Linked DNA regions of Mus musculus: region 2 is linked to region 1. The links are chromatin contacts, called in public Hi-C maps. All regions are on one chromosome and are shown on one strand. The core of a region is the stretch at or near the end of the contact, and the rest is flanking DNA. Distances in the headings are between cores, read along the strand shown. Region 1 has its middle 56 kb from the start of Gm36405. Region 2 holds the start of Katnal1 (katanin p60 subunit A-like 1).

The links. Hi-C and Micro-C count contacts between places; a contact is called where the count stands out from the background.
Region 2: a Hi-C map of natural killer cells shows a contact between it and region 1, with 1.6 times the contacts expected there. The contact joins the promoter of Katnal1 here to the enhancer-like site in region 1. A contact is called at or near these places in 1 of 484 Hi-C or Micro-C datasets (natural killer cells), 2 of 115 datasets of contacts at active chromatin or transcription factors (the SCID.adh cell line and embryonic stem cells) and 3 of 9 other capture datasets (adipose tissue, liver and pancreatic islet).

What each region holds. Positions count from the first base shown.
Region 1 is chr5:148,861,640-148,868,203 of GRCm38.p6, forward strand. No RefSeq gene overlaps it. Among named protein-coding and RNA genes, the nearest start is that of Gm36405, 56 kb to the left of the region's middle. Within about 2 kb of position 5,107, at least 64 of the 459 cell types and tissues checked have an H3K27ac peak or open chromatin away from gene starts, as enhancers often do. A contact at or near this core is called in natural killer cells, where this site is marked.
Region 2 is chr5:148,923,657-148,930,461 of GRCm38.p6, forward strand. Katnal1 (katanin p60 subunit A-like 1) reads right to left here and starts at 4,991. Exons shown (of 11, transcript NM_153572.2): 1 at 4,870-4,991. Gm36446 (a long non-coding RNA gene) reads left to right here and starts at 5,156. Exons shown (of 2, transcript XR_377236.1): 1 at 5,156-5,247; 2 at 5,477-5,966.

The DNA.
Region 1 (6,564 bases), core at 3,857-6,356:
ACAAAACCAGCCAGTACACCTCGTCCACACCAGGACTAGCACACCGCAGTCCGCAGTCGGGAATCTTATTAGAGGTCACTATGGCATCAGAGCTGACAGACTCCTGAGTTCAAGCAGAGATATCAGACATGCATGGTTATGGGCATCTCCATTTTCAGGTGAAATAAAAGGCACAGAGAGGGTAAGCCACTTCCCCAAAGCCTCTTATATGGATGCTGCGGAGCTGGGGCTAGAATCCAGGTCTAATTCCAGACCTGAAGTATTCATAATACCAGTGCCTCTCACTATCTGACAGGCATCTCACCAATGAGCAGGGATAATGGCTCGTGGGCCAGGGGAGGCAGTCTGCATAAGGCCGTTCTTACCCAGTCACAGGCTGTGTCCCACACCATTCCTTTGAAAACCCCCTTTCCTCTTTGTAGCCGTCTCCCCTCACGGTTTTCTATTAGTAAGGATGCCTGTCATGATCCTGTTCATGACTAGCAATGGCCCAGCAAGCAGCTGTCGAAATGTTCCACACTTGCATGAGAGTCCCTGCGACCTGGCACCTTCCCCAAAGGACAACCCCACGATAAGGGGAAACACAGACATTAACACAAGGGATTACTGATTGATGACAGGTTCCTGAAAAAACGGAACAGTCTTCACAATGACATATTCTTGCCCCATCCAGATGTCAGGACTAAATGATACTGAAGAAACGAACCATCAGTCAGGGGCTGGGTTGGAGAGACAGATGACTCAGCAGTTAGGAGCACTGGCTGCTCTTGCGGAGGACCCGGGCTTGACTCCCAGAGCCCACAAGGCAGCTCACAACCATCTGTGAGTGCAGTTCCAGGGGATTCGGCATCCTCTCCAACCATCTGTGGGCACCAGGCATGTGTATGCTGCACAGACATACACGCAGGTAAGCATCCATACACACAAAAACTAAAACAGCAACGAAAAGCTTGTCTAGGTCATCCAAGGACTGTAATATGCAGACCAACTGAAACCAAGAACACAGCGACTGAGCTGAAGAAGTAGAAATCTCCAGCATAAAGTGAATGGGGAGGAAAGAGATGCTCAGGATGTCTGTCACCTTGAAAATGGGTGGAGCTTAAAGGATAAATGTGTTCCTAACAACCAGTCAGGAGCACCATGGTAGCATGCAGACAGGGTCAGGGGTTTCTGCTACACCCCAGCCCACTTCCAGAAAGGGCCACTAAGAGTCCAGCACTGATACACTGTGGGGCCGGGGGTGGGTTGGGGTGGGGGGGTGCGTGCAGGGGCCAGCTGGAGAGGGACCCAGTTTTCTGCTTCAGACCTAGCAGTTTTACAGAAGGAAGTCAATGGAGAGCACTGCAGTGCCTCTCGCACAGAAAGGGCGGGTGTTGGTTTTTATTAAACGTTTGCTATGCATAGCATAGCAAGTATATACGCAGATACGCAGAGCATAGCAACCACAGTATGTATTCACACACAATGAAATGCTTATCTCAATTGTGTATAATTTGATTCTCTTTTAAAATGAGGGAACAATGATCATTTAAAAAAGGAATCTGTCAGATGGAGACGGGTGTTGAGAAATCTTCCCACTGTTACGGGGTTTTGTTGCCAAAAACGTAGAGTCTCTTATTAAGACTCTTAATACGGCAACTTACGTTTGAAGCAATTTTCCTATTTGTTGAAAAGAAGAAGAAGAAAAAAAAGAAAAAAAAAAACCTCTAAAGGAAGAGGCTTGGTGGATTTTGCACTGTTAATACAAAACTTCGACCTTCCAATTAATGTGAGGGGGGCAGAGGAACATCAAGGAAAACTTGAAAGTTAAACAAAAAATTCCTGCATAATTAGTGGGCACGGTTTGCAATGAAGCTCATTAAAAAGTTGATCTCACCCTGAAGCGAGCAAGAAAACAGCTTTCCAGAGTTGGGCAAAGATGGGGGGTGGGTGGGAGAGCGGGGAGGAGAAGGTGTGGAGAAGATGGCTGATGGGTAGGGGCCTGGGGCCACACAGGGGAATACAGGGCATATTCTAAAGCCCACACATATAACTACAGGCGACAACGGCTGACTGCCAGAGAGGATTCCTGGTGTTCCTGACCCAAAGAAATACTTAAAGATGATGCTTTCAGGACATAGACTTGTAGCCAGTGAGTTCTGTCTGGACCTCTACACTGTCGTAAAGTAACTCTGAGAGCAGTAGCAACCACTGAGATTAAGCGCTGGAATACACAAAATCAGTGTCCCCAAATTGCTACACCCACAGATGAAACACATTTAACCCCATGGCTCTTTAACACAGTCTATTCACCATTTTTGTAAAGATTTTGTGCTGATAAGGTTTTCAGTGTTCACGAGTCTAAGTGTTAAAATTTCTACATTGTGTTCTTAGAATTATATACAAATGCTGTCAGTTACAAACGTCCTACAAGCCATCAATAGATTAGCAGGGGTGTGGGGTGGGGTGTGGGTAGATGTTTGTGTGTGTTGGTTGGGTGGTTCTGTGAGTCAAGCCAGGGCCTTGCACGTAGAGGCTTTAGCCAGCACTGGGCTGCATCCCTGGCTCTCTGTTTTTCAACAAGGTCTCGCTATGCAATGCTGCCTTTTTTATTGGAACTCCCTATATAGCTGGAGCAGGCCTTGAACCCATGGTCCTCTGCCCAGCTCCTGAGTGCTGACATTGGGAGAACACACCAGCACAAACCTGGCTGCAGCTCACATTTTTTTTTTTCCTGGTTGGAAGCAATGTCAAAGCTGGGGTGGACTATTCTAGGTTAGGGAAGAGGGCTGGCAGTATCCAGCCCCATAGTTAAGGGGAGGGGGACTGACGGCCATGGCTGGGAGAAAGGAGAAAGTGATTTCTACAAACACTTCTACTAATACTGCTCTCCGTAGTCCTTAAAAACTGTGGGTTCCTTTTGTAAAATTATCACATCGGAAAATTACAAAGAGAGTAAAGTTATTCTTGTTTTAGTTTCAACTAAGTCTAAGGGCTGATTCTTTTTGTTTTTTATTTGTTTGTTTTTGTTTTGTTTTTTGTTTTTAAATTAACCTCTCAGTCTAGTCTCACTAAAACATTAAGAGAGCCCTTTGTGGCACAAACTAGTGAGTCTCTGCAAAGCTGAGTTACTCTGAAAGGCACCCAAAAGATGTATCTGCTAAATAAATTCTAAAACAAAAATAGTTATTAAAGGTCGGGGTTCTGGGGTGCATCCTGTGGTTGGCAGATGCACACTGCATGCTTCCCTCCCAGGAACTGTATGGAAATAGTGCAGCTCTCTGTTGTTCTCAGGCTCCTTTCTGAGCTGTGTCTAGATGCTCCAGCAAGCCCCTTTCTGTTGCTACGATGGATGCTGCAGCTCTTTCCCAAGCCCCTGTGGCTTATGACAGTGTCCAATCAGCTGTCGGCAGGCAGGCTTCCTTGGCCCTCCGCTGCAATGACCTTACTTACACCGTACCATTAACTGGTTTAATCAGAGCTAAACAGAAAGCTGGTCTCAAAACCCCACTGCTAGGCAATGGGGGAACCTGCTGAACTTAAATCTCCAGTGGAGACTATTTCTGAAATACAGATGAGAACAATTATTGTGACTTCACAATAAATTATTGATTTGGTTGAGAGTTATAGCTTATAAAAAGTTTCGGGGAAAGTTGAGAATTGCAATCTGAAAGTCACCAATCTAAAGCTCTGGAGAATAGACTTGATGCTCTCTCTAGATTGTGGACCACTTTGGATTTCAAGAGTTTTCGACTGGGTGTGCTCAATCGGTAAAATCTGTGTAAACGCCCCCCAAATGCAAAGAACTCCAAAGAACTCCACAGTCTGCATCACCTTTGGATAAGGGGGGACACAACCTACTCAGGGAAAACTAAGCGAACCCATCAGAAATCATTTCTCATTTCTTTACAAGGCAGGGTCTCAGGCACCCTGGCCGCAAACTTGTTTGTAGCTCAGGATGATCCTCCTGCCTCCTCTACCTTCTGAGCCCTGGGATCATAGGCCTGTTTTTCTTGTAGTACTACAGAATTCAATCAGAGCTTCACACGTGGCAGGCAAGCGCTATACCAACTGTGCTGTGGCTCCAGCCCCTGCCTGCTGAATTAAAATGAGCGTCTTTTCTGGTATACCTGAATGCATGATGAAGAATATAACTCCAGTGTGCATGACGGGTAACTAGTTTAGGGTACATGTGTGAATAGGCTGCCTCCACTGAGTGTGAGAGGCAGTGACCGCTCCCCTTCAAAGGCACATTTTGCAAGTCCTTTGCTGGTATCTGCTTGGAAAATCAGAGAGGGAAGCCAATTCTCACCGTGAAATCAGACTAATTTATTATCCTCAATCCGGAGCTAGCTTAGACTTCAAGCTCTGTTAGCTTAAACCAAGCTAAAATACGTTATCCACATCTATCCAGGGAGAATAAGTTAAGATTGGGGGGAAGGCTTTTAAAGGCTAACAGACTTCATGAGAGGGTTCTTACGACTTCGTAGAAAACAAACCGCTCTTAAAAAACAACTTTGATGAGTTAAATGCAAAATGAATGGGAAACATATGGGTTATATTTCCCTTAAGATGCGCGAGGGTTTAAACACTCGAGGGAATGTGTTTGCAAAGTGTGTCTAAGGAGTGTTACAAAATAGATTTCAAAATGCTTGAAAAATAGCCTGCGGTAGCTAACCAACCTCAGATGGGTCATGATAGTTCAGCCGCCCCTAACTGCATATTAATCGCAAGCACTGCTGTCCGAGATTTATATTATGGAAGGGAAGTCATATTGTGGTTAGTGATTTGTTTAAGAAATTACTGAAGAAGTGCTAACTAAAAGACATCTGGAGTAGTCGGCGTGAAACTGGGCTGTGGAGTAGAACCTCAATGGTGCCCAGTAGCTGAGGACAGACATACATGCAGCCAGGAGAATGGGGCTGAGACCCCGAGCGTGCAACTCTTGGAGAGCTGGACCACTTATGGGAGGCTCTAGATGCATTTCTCTGAAGCGTTCAGGATGCTTAGTTCATCCCAGAAAGCCTTGCGCTGAAAAACAAGACCTGTGCACACGCCCTCTACAGCAGGGGCAGCGGCAGCAGGGTTTACATCTCATGACACTGGAGCGCCTGACTGCCCACCCCCATCGCTAACATAAAAAGCAACAGGATGTGCTATGACACTCTCTAAAAATGTCCTGGTAAACATGCCCTGCCCGGAAGGGAAGGTGAGTGGTTAAAAACCTCAGAAGGCAGAGCAAATCTGGCGAGTAACTTTTGTGTATGCTTAGCTTTGCTCGGAGTAATCTGGGGTCTAACCGGTGCTGGGCTAGATTATGATCCTGCATAAACCAGGTCACTCTACAGCCTGCCTCCTCTCCTGCAGAAGGCCGAGTAGGAGTCCAAAGACAATAAATGTATCTCAATTATACTTGGCACCGCAAATGTTATCTTCAGTTCTTGCAGGCCAGTGTCTTGTATTTCTTAACTATTGACAACTTGAATTAATCAGCTCCGCACCCCGAATCCGGCAACTAGAGACCACTACCCCCAGCCTACTGACAGAGCACAGTCAAAACAAAGGTCTAGTAAATACACTGTGTAAGATTACTTTCATCTATAACATTTATAACAGACATACAAAACATAGACTTTGGTCCTAGACTCAAGATATATACAACTATTCCCAAGTCCCAAAGTGGCCAGACTCTTAAGCACTTCCGGTCGCCAGCATGTTGAATAAGGAATACTCAGGCTGTGCATATAATAAACATTTTCCTCTCTGACTTGCTGACTTGCTTTCGCTGCGCAGTGAGATACGCACATGTGTTTGGTTCCTAGATAAGAAGATCATTGAAAATCGCCAGTCAACTCTTCACCTCAAAGACAGCTGTTTGGACAAACATCATTGACTCCTGATTTTCAGCTCTGGGTAATGGCGAGTTGGGAGAGGTAAGGTTAGGAAAGAGGCCATACAGGGGACAAAAATTGCTTCCTTTCCCACCGGTTTGTGGGGCAGAAGGAGAACCAGCCAGGTGGGACAGGGAAACCCCATTCCTCTGTTTGTTAGGAAGGAGGTAGAAGATGGGGGGGGGGGCAGAAGGACCCTGCAACACTCACAGCATTCTCAGTTTCTCGGGAGTGGGGGGATGCCCAGCAATGAACTCTGCTCTGCCCGGTCCAAGCCACAACTTCAAGCTGCACTGATCCTGGGCCCTCAACAAAGCAGAAAGGACTGGTGGACAGAGGGAGAGAACTTGGCCCATCCTGCCCTCTTCTAGTTTGGTGCCACTTTTACCCGTGTCTTTTCTCATCTACACTTCAGGAGGGTAAAACCGCACTTGCAGTCACAGGAAGTGAGAAAAGTGGGGCCACAGAACTGTTTCCAGGCTCCTTCCAAGCTGCAAATAACAATGGCCCAGCTGGGTGGCAATGTAGCTGTGTGCAAATCTCAGCTTCACGCCTGGTCTCCCAGAGCACTTCTGGGATTTACGTGCCTTAGTTTCTCTTTTGTGGTTTTAATAAGAAAACTCTGCCAAGAGCCACATAAGGGAGAACGGTTTATTCCAGCCTACAACTTAAAAGTCAGTCCATCGTGGTAGGG
Region 2 (6,805 bases), core at 3,741-6,240, 62 kb after region 1:
ACACTCACTGTTCAGAGAGTATCTGAACAATGCATTCTGCAGATTATTCAAGACCAGTTAAAAACCGGGCTGAAAGGAACTTCAGCAACAGTAGGTGGATATTTAACGTGGAAATGTGCATCAAAGTCTGGAAAACGACACTGAAAGCAGCCTCGGCTCAGAGGAGTACTGACGGCCATGCCGGGGAGGAAAAGACACATCACTTGTCATTTGTTTTACTTTCTGACCATACGGAAAGCTGAACAACCCTGATGTTGTGTGTGTCAAAACACTAACTGGCACTGCAATCATTTTACGGCGGTATTTTGATATAAGCACCTGTTCTGTCTTGGAATGGGTAAGGTGGATTCATTAAGAAATATCGTTGCGTTTATAGCAAAAGCTGATGGCTAAAGCCACTTAGTGTTCGGTAAGAGTGGCTGAGGGCAATTCCTCATAGTCTGATGACTTCCCGCCTCTACCCTACGCTCACAACCTAGCCATTGCTAAGCCATCAGGCAGCTGTGTGGCTAAGGCAAGGGAGGGCGTTGTTGTTACTCTCTGACACTGAGCTGTGTCAACACAGACAACAGCTAATTCCACCAGGGCCAATACTAACCCTGCATGGACCCTGACCTCGGGACAGATATACACACTATTTGAATTAACGTCAGAGAACTACAAGTTTCATCTAGACCCCATTCTCATAGCACCATGCCCACGTCCACCTGAGCCCACTCCATTCTATGCTAATGTTTACAACCATCGTTCTAATGTAGATACAACTTCTCAGACTTAAGTACGGAACTGGTGTTTCGGTGCCTTGAAAACACTGTGCATGTGTCCTCGCTACCCTCAGCACACAACTGTTTGTTAAAACTCTCTTTTTCAGTAACTTCAGTCTCAGCATTGACTTCTCAAGTAAACAACTGAACAGTATTGCTAACAGCTGCCATCTCGAGAGCCAAGGAAAACCACTCAAAATCATTTGCTTTGGTTTTTAATTGATTAATGGTGCCCTCAACGCTTTGAGCCACTGTTCGTGCCAAAAGGCTAATAATTTTAAACAAATTTATTTTCTCCAGACACAATTCTGCGCCTGCTGCAATCCAGCTTCCCGCTGGTCAATCATTTCCTTGCTTGGCTAAGAAACGAGCCATTCGGAAACTGACCGCATTTCCATCTTTTAGTTCTGTGAACAGAATCTCCTCCAGGACGATGGCCCGCTGAAGTCTGTCCAGTTCTTCTGGCATTTGCTTTCTTATCCACCTTGGGTATGTGATGTTGGGTGCTTCCTCTGCTGACAGAGGTGTGTACGGGCTCTTCAGCACAGACCTGTGTACTGCGTGAGCACACTGCCTTCATCCTCTGACTCACTCTGCGCCCTAGTTAAAATTCCTAATGCATTTCTCCACCTTTTCTTGTTTTGACATGAGTATGCACTGATAACAGTAATAATGTAGGTGTCATGTATGGCACTGAGACTCGGGTGACAGTGTTATCAAGCACTTCGTAAAGCCTGTGCAAATGTCACTCCATCTCTTGACACACCTACCAGTCCAGAGAAAGGCAGCTACAAGCAAGTACATAGACAACTGGGCGTGGCTGCATCCCAACACAACTCATGTGCAGTCACCAAAGTCAGAATCTCCTTTCGTTTTTATCAGTTATCAAATACCTTTTTTCTTCAACTATTAGAAGAAAGCAGATCATCCCTTGGCCATGGGTCATTCAGGAATAGCCTGCTGGGTCGCAGTTTGTGGGTGCCTGCTTGAACCTCCCGTTTGAGGGCCGGAGGGATTATACCCCAAAGAGGCAGAAAGGAAAAACATAATTGTAGCCAGACTTTGGCTATTTTGTAGGTTTTTCTTTCTTCCACCCTTCTCCACGCCCTTTCTTCTATCCTTTTACCACCCTAACACTGGATAGGTAAGAAAAAAGAATAGAGGGGGGAAGGGGGCAATGCTATCATTAGACTACTTCCTGGTGATGAGGGGCGTTGAGTTCCTTGAGGCAAGTTTGATCTTCGACATCAGGACATCTATGGTCATCTTGTTCCTTCCTTTCTCACGACTACTTAACATACTGCAACCAACTAACAAGCAACAACAACCCTGCCTCTCAGGGCCCTGGCATTTATATGCCCTCTGTCATAGTTATGGTGTCGTTGCTGTGAAGAGACACCATGACCATGGCAACTCTTATAAGGACAACATTTCATTGGGGCAGGCTTACAGGTTCAGAGGTTCAGTCCATTGTCATCATGATGGGAAGCATGGCAGTGTCCAGGCTGGCATGGTGCAGGAGGAACTGAGAGTTCTACATCTTGTTCTGAAGGCAACCAGAGACTGTTTCATGGGCAACTAGGAAGAAGGGCTCTTCTGCTCTGGGTGGAGCCTAAACATAGGACCTTGATGCCTGCCTACACAGTGACAGGCTTCCTCTAACAAGGCCACTCCCACTCCAACAAGGCCACACCTCCTAACAGTGCCTTTTCCCGTGGGACAAGTTTATTCAAACCACCACAGCCTCTGAAGATTATCCAGAATTCCAAGTGTCACACATTTGCAAAACTCATAGAAGTCGCCCTGCTTCTACCTTCTGGATACTGGACTAAATGTGTGTACCACCATCCTTGACCTCACCCTGGTTTTGGAGACAAGGTCTCTCAATGTCCTTATGCTTGCCAAGTAGGCTAGGCTAGCTGACCACCAGGCCCCCAAGGGATTTCTGTTTTCACCTCCCCAGAGCTAGGATGACAAGCATATGCCAGTATACCCAGCATTTGGGAGGGTGGGGGGAGAAATGGGAATTGAACCCCTGGTCTTCAGGCTTCCATACCCAGCACTATTCCAACTGAACTCTCTCTCCAGCTCCTGCATAGGTTTTGAACCTCTTCTGAAACGTCAGGATGTAACTGAAGGAGAGAATTCTAAGTGGCATCTCGAAATCACACAGAACCCAGTCCTCCCAATGTCTGTGGTAACTTTGTGATAGAATGTCTGTGGTAACTCTGTAGTAATGGAAGTGGTGAGAAGAGGTGCAGGAATGGCTGCTGACGTCTCTGCCTGTGACTCCAGAGATACAGAATGAGACATCACATCAATGGATTAAGACCAGAAGAGATCCAGGCCCTGTCCAAGGAGGAACTCCAAGGACAGATGCCTGTCACCTGAGGGGACTTGGAGTTGGCTCTTAAGAAAATCGCCAAGTCTGTCTCAGCAGCAGACCTGGAGAAGCACGAAAAGTGGATGGTTGAGTTTGGGTCTGCGTGATTGGTCAGCTCTTCCATCTCTGGGAGTTTTCTTTATGAAATATAAAGACATTCCTGAAATTATAAAACCATCTAGAGGTACAGAGAACTATAGTTGAGAAGCAAGGTATGCTCGTACAGTCTGCTGGCTTCAGGCTACCAAACCTCATACGTGTGGTACAGAGTAAGCAAGCCAGTGGCTGGGGTCGAAGGGCCTCACCAGGACTACTTCCTACTGATTAGGGGTGTCAAGTTTCTTGGGGCAAGTTCCATCTTTGCCATCAGGATATCTAATTTCTTGTTGTTGTTTCTTCTTTACGTAGGAACAATTACTTAACAAGTGGTGATCAAGAACCAACCCCACCTCTTGGAGTCTTAGCATTTATATGCCCTCTGAAAAGTCCCCAGAATTCCAAACATCACACAGTCACGGAAACTATCTGGCTGTTGGCAAAAATCACATCCCTTGTACAGCATGAGGCAAATCGCAGTCAACCGCTGTGGACAATCTGAAGCAGCCCAATATCCCAAACCTGGGATTAAAACAAAAACAATTTTTATATTTCTATGTAAATTCCATGTTTAAAAAAAACACCAAAATTCTCACTACACATAATAAAAAGAGGAAATCATCCTGAGCCATGCTTAATATCAGCATCCTGAGACAGACAGGTGAGCTCCAGGACAGCCTGGTTTACACAGTGAGTTCTAGCTAGCCAAAACTACACAGTGAAGCCTGGTCTCTAAAACAAAGAAAAATGTGCATAAATCAATCAGGTATTTTTAAAAAATAGAAACAGAATACAGAACACTTCAGTGTAGTCAAAAGGAGATTGTTCAGAAAGTTCAATAAAATACATTTCTAGTAAAGTTGGCTAGAGGAGAAAGTCAGAAATGAAGGAGAGCTAGCAACAGAAACTTCCAAGGGAGTGAAAGACCAAACAAAGCTTAATGAAATAGACAAGTGTGTGAGATCGCAGCACATCAAAACCCACTAAGAAATCTCATCAGTCAATAAAACCAAGTTCGTTATTTATGACCTCCCCAAAATACTCCAGACCCATCAGCTTCGTGTGTGCGTTCTAGGAAGTGCTTGGGGAAAAAAGAAACAAATGCTAAAGACACTCTCCAGAAAAAGGCAAAAATTAACTAGCCATTGAAAGTTTAACTAGTCTTCAAAGAACCAAAATATGTGTGGGCAACATTTAGGTAGTAAGTGAAGAGTGGAGCCGGAAGGGGGCATTAATTACTCCATGACATTCAACCTCAATAGCTAACATGCAACATATATATATGTATATGTATTCAGACATCACCAAATAACAGTAATATCCTTCATCAGCTTTCACACTTGTCCTTTTAAATATTACTGTCCTCTGAACACACGCTAATGAATGGATTTTATATGCCAAAAGCTCTGAGGTACTTGAAAAATAAGCAGAAATACCTAGAGATTCACAGGGAAAGGCAAAGGCCTTTTAGTGAAGGCTTTGTCGGGTCTCGCATCGACCTTGCGCCATACATACGGTTCTGCACCAAGAGGCAGCACCCTAGGAGGCCCAGGCCCCGCGCGGTGGCGATGGAGCGGGGCCGCGAGTGCAGAGGCTGCGGGGCTGGAGCGCAGCAATGAGGCTCACCTGCGCTACCCCCGCCCGACGCACAGCGCCCAATCCAGCGACCACCCCGGAGCCCCCTGCAGACAAAGAGTCACTTTAACACCATCTGAGTAGCTCCCAATTTATCAGTCTGTCGCCGCGCTCCGGACCGCTGGGCTTTGTAGTTCTCGGCCCGAATCACCCAGCCAAGGCGGCGAGCCTGATGAGCCACCGAACTACAAGACCCATGATACCCTGCGACTGGTGCTACATTCTGCGTGGCTCTCCCGCTTCTCCTCCGGGGGAGCGGCCTGTTGCCGGCGGCCGAGGTCTTGCGGACTGGGGCTGCCCGCCTGGGCTCCGCAACCCGGCTCTCCCTGTCAAGCCCGGCCCCTCGGGCTCACCACTTAGATCCTGCAGGTCAGGGCTGTCAAGGAACGGGGAGGGGCGAGGCGGGGCGCCGTTAGCCGCCGCCCGCCCGGAGTCCGTTAGTTCGCGGCCGGCGCGAAGAGGCGGTGGCTCACGGTTGCCATGGCAGCTGCGGCAGTGCTGCGGAGAGGGCGTGGGGCTGAGTCAGCGTTGGGAAAGGGGGCAGTAGGGAAGGATGCTCAGAGGCGAGTGTGGCGAACACGGAGCCCTCACCCCACAGGATGAGGAACCCGAGACCCTAGGTGGGGCGTGCTGCACCGGCCGGCATCGGGGCGGGACGTGTGCAGCGACAGAGAGCGGCTTCTAAGGAGGCGACCTTGCTGAGCCAGCTCTGTGGATTGGAGGCTGCTCGCAGCCCCCTCCCGCCATCCTCCAGGGAGTGGAGTGAGAACGAGCCATTGCTTAGATAGCGTGTGCACACAGCCTACAGGAGGATTCTGGACTCTGGAACTCGTAAATGGCACTGCTCCCCACCTATTGAATTCGAAGCTATAATGGGTCTTATGCAGAGGTTTGTGCACTCTTCAGTGTACTATGGGCCTGGATTAACAACCTGGCCTTCTAACACAGCTCCTTGGCTAACTGGTTGGTAGCCGATGACCCGAGGCACCTTACCTACCTGCTCTGAACGTTTTAGTCTGCAAAATGGAACTATCTCTGTTCCTGAGAGAAACTTTTATGATAAAACAGAATAAAAGTCTGGCACCTCACACGGTAGCTTTCAGATACTAGTTAATCCAATCGTGATAAAAGTCAAAATATAAGCCGGGCGTGGTGGCGCATGCCTTTAATCCCAGCACTCGGGAGGCAGAGGCAGGTGGATCTCTGAGTTCGAGGCCAGCCTGGTCTACAAAGTGAGTTCCAGGACAGCCAGGGCTATACAGAGAAACCCTGTCTCGAAAAACCAAAAAAAAAAAAAAAAAAAAAAAAAAAAAAAGGTCAAAATATTTGACTAGCAGTTGAAGGTGGATTGGCCGATGGGGAAATTGTCCTGTACCGATTAAAAAGTGCTATATCGCCGGACAGGGGTGGCTCACACCTTTCATCCCAGCACTTGGGAGGCAGAGGCAGGCGGATTTCTGAGTTCGAGGCCAGCCTGGTCTACAGAGTGAGTTCCAGGACAGCCAGGGCTACACAGAGAAACCCTGTCTCAGGGGAAAAAAAAAAAAAGTGCTATATTTCGCTAAAGGTTTAGGTCAGGGAAGTGTCTGTAGCTGTCAGAACTCATGGAATAGAACAGTTATGATTTGTACATTTTGTTGTGTGTAAATATACTTCAAAAGTAGTGTGATGCCTTAGGAAATTAAATTAGGGAAGGTGGGCACTGTGTCAGTGCCTTTATTCCTGGCAGTTGGGAGGCAGCAGCCAGACTGGTCTACAAATTGAGTCCCAAGACAGCCAGTTCTTGTTATACAAAGAAACCCTGTTTTGAAAACAAAACAAAAGAAACAAAAGAACTAAATTAGGACTGTGTAACTTATTTGTTAGAGCGCTTACCTGGCATGCATAAAGCCATGGGTTTGATCCCCTATACCACATACAGGGTACA